Regions from separate parts of the Arachis hypogaea genome. Here region 1 is linked to region 2. Evidence: chromatin contacts called from public Hi-C data. All regions are on one chromosome and are shown on one strand. Each heading gives the region's core, a stretch centred on a gene start, on an enhancer-like site or on the middle of the called end of the contact. The rest is flanking DNA. Distances are from core to core; before and after follow the strand shown. Region 1 holds the start of LOC112743571 (probable WRKY transcription factor 49). Region 2 holds the start of LOC112743566 (laccase-2).

What was found. A called contact is a pair of places that touch in the nucleus more often than the background predicts.
Region 1: a Hi-C map of an unstated tissue shows a contact between it and region 2, with 5 times the contacts expected there. The contact joins the promoter of LOC112743571 here to the promoter of LOC112743566 in region 2. A contact is called at or near these places in 2 of 8 Hi-C or Micro-C datasets (leaf and an unstated tissue).

The regions. Positions count from the first base shown.
Region 1 is chr14:100,271,065-100,274,260 of arahy.Tifrunner.gnm2.J5K5, reverse strand. LOC112743571 (probable WRKY transcription factor 49) reads right to left here and starts at 1,723. Exons shown (of 3, transcript XM_025792836.3): 1 at 1,235-1,723; 2 at 1,003-1,146. The coding sequence starts at 1,617.
Region 2 is chr14:99,827,806-99,830,957 of arahy.Tifrunner.gnm2.J5K5, reverse strand. It overlaps LOC112743566 (laccase-2), which reads left to right and starts at 1,401. Exons shown (of 6, transcript XM_025792827.2): 1 at 1,401-1,597; 2 at 1,720-1,871; 3 at 2,117-2,361; 4 at 3,019-3,150. The coding sequence starts at 1,481.

The DNA.
Region 1 (3,196 bases), core at 474-2,973, 440 kb before region 2:
AATAATGTTTGTTTCACGTTTTGAATACATTTTTTTTATGCCGATATAAAAAATAAGAGGAAATTTTAGGAGTTAACCAATATTATACAACTAATATTACAATTAATATTTAATATAAAAAATATTTAAAATTCTTAAAAACAAGAATATCTAAAACTCAACTAAAAAAATATATCCAAAATTTAATTCGATAAAATCTCATATTTAGTGGATTTGATATTAGACTTGTTTAATAATTTACTATCTATAATATTAACTAAAATTGACTATTATAGTGTTAATTATTTCTCTAGTATTATTTAGAATATAAATCTTTATCTTTTTGAATAATACATATAGAAAAATATAGAAAAAAGATATATACAAAAATAATACATATAACATTCCTCCTCCATATCAAATAATATACCATTCACTATTGATTTGAATGTTTAAGGTGTTGTTGCAAACAATTGTAATGGTTAATTGTGTAACAAAAGTTACCAAATTATATATATATATATATATATATCCTAATAGTAAATCTGACTATAACTAACATGCTTTCTGGCACTGGCAATGTATATCGTGTTCAATTTTTTGTTGGAGTAGCTTATGAAATGAGCTTTGCAAGAGATGGAAATTGGAAATTGGAATAACTAGTTCTGTTTCAACAAAGAATTTTAAGAATGCATAAATTCTGTGCAATGTGTTAAGTTAAACAGAGGAACCCAAATGTGAATGAAATTATGCTAGGTAATCAATGACTTTTTTGAACAACATAAATAACGGGCTTTAAAATTGGTTCTGAAGTAAAATATACTACACTCTAACTTACTCACCTAAATTTTAGTGTTAGAATAACTATTTGCACACCTAGTGAATTGAACATCCGATATATTCATTGTTCATATTATTTAATATTTTTATTATCTACCTATACTTTTCCACGTGAATAATGCTCATTTTTGGTGTATCACAAAAAAAATCAAATAAATACGTAGAAGAAAGAATCAGTATTACCTAGGATTTGGGCTATTCTTAATAGATTTTTGACCATACTTCCTCCACTTATATCCATCATCACCCATCCCATTGCCAAAGCACTTGAATTTGAGCGTATACTTGTTCTCAATTTTACTCAAACCCCTTTCCAATATGGAAACCCTGAAACAACATATTCATAAAAAATTGGAGTCCAATTCACAAAGTTAACACTACATTAGTTCTATTGATGAATACAAATTAAATATACCTTGCTGATGAGAGGTGTTCCAAATGCTGATCGCTTGGGTGGTTGTCACTATTATTGATCACTGACAAAGCATTTTCAAAGTCTGAGATTGTAGGACCTGAGTAAATGTTGGATATGAACCTGTTAATGGCGTGGTCATAATCATCACCGTCACCATCATCGGTATTTGAAAAATAAGAAGGCGGCGGCCTTATTATTGAGTTGTAGTGGTCCGAAGGCGGAAGAAGAAGAGGAGTGGCATCATCTAAAAGCTCTTTAACAAGGTCATCATCCTCTGACCCTTCTGAACAAGAAGAATTGGAATTAGAATTAGAAGACATTAGTATGACTTCCTCCTCCTCCATCATCATCGTCATCAATGCATTTGTTGTTGACTCAACCATTTATTATTTATTAGGAATTTGGACTTTGGAAACTAAGAAGAGGAGGGTATGAATAATGAAGAAAGAGAAAGAAGGATAGGAAATTTAAGAGTGGAGCAGATGAGGCAGGTTGTTGTGACGTATAATCCCCCTATTTGACTTTAAAGTAAGGGGAGGTGTTGTGGCTGTTTTTTGTATGTATTCTACTTTGACTTCCTTGGACAATATTTCTAATCAATTTCCAAATGCTGTCACCATCATATTTTTCATCATGGGGCCATTTCTTTCTTTGTTTTTTTTTTAAAGAAAAGTTACAAATACCTTTTTTATTGGAGCATTTTAAACTAGTGTTGAAGATTTTACTCACAAAGAATAAACACTTATCTTAAATATATTAGGTTTAACACTCAACAATTATATTTTGATTAAATTTCCTTTAACATAAAATATACATGATTCGATATGAATTATTCGAACCCTACAAATCATTAATTTTAATTAAACTTGGCCAAATCAATAGGTCAAATTAATTTTTAAAGTGATCCTTAAAATTAGTTATATATATTAAAATAATTTTTAAAATTTTAATAATACTAATTATGTCTTTGAAATTGATAAAAATAAATCACATTAGTTTCTAATAGAATGATTAGTCACTCGATAACAAAAGATAAAGATACTAACATAAAATATTTTTATCAATTTTAAAAATATAATTGATACAATAATTAAATTTCAAAAACTGTTTTGATATATATGCAGCCTATTTAATGGCAAAAATATTATTTGTACACTAAAATTAACTATTAAAATCAGTCATCAATGTATTTATGTATAAATACATAATTTAATTTATTTTTAATATATATTTATATTCTAACATGTATTTTATATTAGTGACTGAGTTTAGTACATAAATAATATAATCCATTTAATGGAGCACTCTAAGAACTTAACTAAGGTGGTTTTGTTGCGAGCTTGGTCTGGCTAATGACTCGACTTGGTTGATTCACCAAATTATTGGATCTTTTTTTATGACTGATTAGATCAAAACGAGTTTAATAAAAATTACAATTTATAGGGATTACGTACATTTATCATAATTATTAGAATTTCTTAGACCTATATGGCTAAAAACGAGGCCATGTCAACCGTGAATATGTAACATTGTAATTTACTAGATGGAATCCAAGCATTGAATATTTGAATTTCATCAGTGCCCTTTATTTTGGTTTCTCGTTTCATGATTTCTTGTAGTGTCTCTTTTTCACCTCTTTAATAATTTACTTATAGTTACAGGTAACTTGGTCTATTATATGGCTGTGCTTTTAGATTATTTTTGGGAATTGAAATGATGGAGTCCATACAAACAAGATATCCTGCTGTGCCCTCGTTTTGGATGTGGGTTTGACTTTTTTTTTTTAAGAAAAACAAAAAAAAAATAATCTATGGTACTGTTATGTGCAGGCTGTGTTTTCATTTAAATGTTTATTTGTCCTGTTATATGATGGGATAGATGCATCACAATGGACAAAGAGCTAGTTGACAACCCAATTTCAACCCAAGGCAAGAGTCAACCTTAAAGATTTATTAGTCATAT
Region 2 (3,152 bases), core at 152-2,651:
CTTCGGCCCAAATTCACATCCTCCGGCCCAACATTCATTTATCCGATCAACTTAATAATTCAACAATTCATCAATTCATAATTTTAATCATTAATTCATACTACATTCTCATACAAGTAGTCACATCTCAATTCACAATTACCACATTTAATTTCTATCCAATCGCACAATTCAATATTATTCCTAGGGGTACCTAGCCTAGGATTTCATGTCACATTACATGATACTTAAATGAAATTTAAACCGTACCTTCATGATGACGGTTCACACCTAACACTTGGGTTTTCTTCTCAATGACACCCATGCTCCAAACAAGCGAGGTTTATCCAAAAGCTTCGCAAGCCAAAATCAAGGTCCTAATGTGTACCAAAATCACCCAACAACTCTAGTGTAACTAATTTCACACATATATCAACTTAGGATTCATAAAATTTGATAAATCACAAGGGTTTAGTGAATTCTTACCTTATCTACTGGAAAATTGGGATGGAACTCACTAATAGCTCATACTAAAGCACTCCTAAACCATCAAAATCACAAAATCTCTAAAATTTTATTAATAAAACAAGAATTGTGTAAAATTGATTAATAAATGTATAATTTAAAAAAAAATAAAAATCTCTAAAATCAATTTTGTAACTTATTTTATTATTTTTTTCAAAAAATTTAAGAAAGAAAAAGAAAAAATTTTGATATTATAATTTGAAAAAAAAGTTACATCATGATAAATTAATTAATTTAACAAAATTTAGACTAGATTAAAAGTTAAAATTAACCATGATAAGTCAATTTATTTCATTTAATAATAAAAAGACATGTCATAAAGAGTAACTTACTCTTTAATTTAGAGAGTTAAATAGAATTCACCATATAATAATTATTATAGAACTTATTTAATTTATATTTTTACAATAATTATATATTTATTATTATTATTATATATATTATAATAATTATTATATATTTTTTATGATTATTAAAATTTTTTAAATATAGAATATAAAATAATTAATATTAAATTGTCATTAAAATATTTTTTAACGACTATTTTTATTCTCACTAAAATCAAAATGAACGGTATTAAGTTATTGTACAAGGACGGTGCATCCAAGTGCATCCACGTTAAGCACTTAATTAGTCTTTACACTAGAAGCAAACTTTTTATGTTATATATTGTTTTTGGAGACAAGACCGTGTATACACTCATCCAATGTTATAAGAGTCATTGTGATATCAAAAATCTTAAGTACTGGATGGCATGCACCTCAAAATTATTACTTCACATCCACTCTAAAATTCAGCTAGACCTAAAGTTATGTCTACCAGACATTACCACCACAAAACAAAAATAAATAAATAAATAACAACAAAGATCAAATTAAAGTGTCTCATTATTTTTGGAATATCCTCTCTATATATATGAAGTCGGAAGTGAACTCAGTCATCCCAACCATAAAACACATACACAAGAAATTGCATAATGGACTTTCTCCACCTCCCATCATTTGCATCTATGAGAGTTCTTGTCTTTGGTTTTTGGGTTGTAACTTTATTTTCTGAGTTTGCAGTTGGCATAACAAGGCACTATACATTCAATGTACAATATTTAACAAACTCATGCTTAGCTTCTGAAAGTTTATTAGTTCTTTCTATCAATTGCATTATTTTATTCATCACTATACCATACTAATTTTTTATGCTACCCTTTTCCATGTGAAGATTGAGTATTTGAACGTCACAAGATTGTGTCACACAAGGACTATTCTGAGTGTGAATGGGAAATTCCCAGGACAACCATTAGTGGCAAGGGAAGGTGATAGGGTGTTGGTTAAGGTGGTTAACCATGTCTCCAACAATGTAACCATTCATTGGTATGTTTGCTTTGTGTTCTCATTGTTTATTTTGAAGCCAACCCAAATTCCTGATTAATTAAAACAACAGTTGCGACTCTTCTAATATTGCTATTGTGAACTGGGATGATGCCCATTACATTATTTGTAATAATATCATAATGACTCTAACTGCCACCATTACATACATATAATTAGAGCATAAGTACAAATGCACTCATAATTATAACTCTAATTTAAAACTACACACGAGTTTAATTTTGCAGGCATGGGATTCGGCAGATAACAAGTGGTTGGGCAGATGGACCAGCATATGTGACACAGTGTCCCATACAAAGCAATCAGTCCTACACATACAATTTTACCATTACTGGCCAAAGGGGAACCCTTCTTTGGCATGCTCACATTTCATGGCTTAGAGCTACCATTTATGGACCCATCATAATCCTCCCTAAGCATAAAGACCCTTATCCGTTTGAGAAACCACATAAGGAAATCCCTATCATTTTCGGTATTATTTATATAGCATCACACCACTCATATATGTATTTTATATCTATTATTTGAAAAATCATATATTCTAACCAACTCCCTCTATTTTAAACTAAGAGTCGCTTTTATTGTTATAATACATTAAAAATTAAGGTATCTGAATTTAGAACTATTTTAAATTTATATACATTAATTTTTAAATATATCAAAAAAAGTCGAAGTGATATTTATTTAAAATGGAGGATTTTAAAATAAACGTCACTTTTTTTTATGATATATTTAAATAATTAATGTATCAAGAATTCAAGATCTAGTTAAATTTACATTAATTTTTTATTGTCGTGTAATATAATTATAGAAAAGTATGAATATCAATATACTATTTGTCAATTTATTGTTAATAATAATTAATTATTATATTTTAAACACATATATAAGGAGACATATTCAGAAAATACATTATAAAGATATTTTTATTAGACATAGCCATAAAAAAAATATTTTTATTAGACACATCTAGAAAGATACTTCCATTAAAAATAGTCATAAACAAGAGTTAACAGAAATTGGTTGAGAGAAATTGATAGAAATACGGTAGCAAAATTGTATAATTATTTTCTTTTTTTTTGTTTAAGAATATAATTATTAACTAACTGGCAAAGTTGTGGGACTTCAGGTGAATGGTTCAACGTTGACCCAGAAGCAGTTATAAGTCAGGCCCTTCAAACAGGAGGGGGTCCCAATGTTTCAGATGCTTACACCATCAATGGTCTTCCGGGGCCTTTCTATAATTGTTCCTCTAATAAAGGT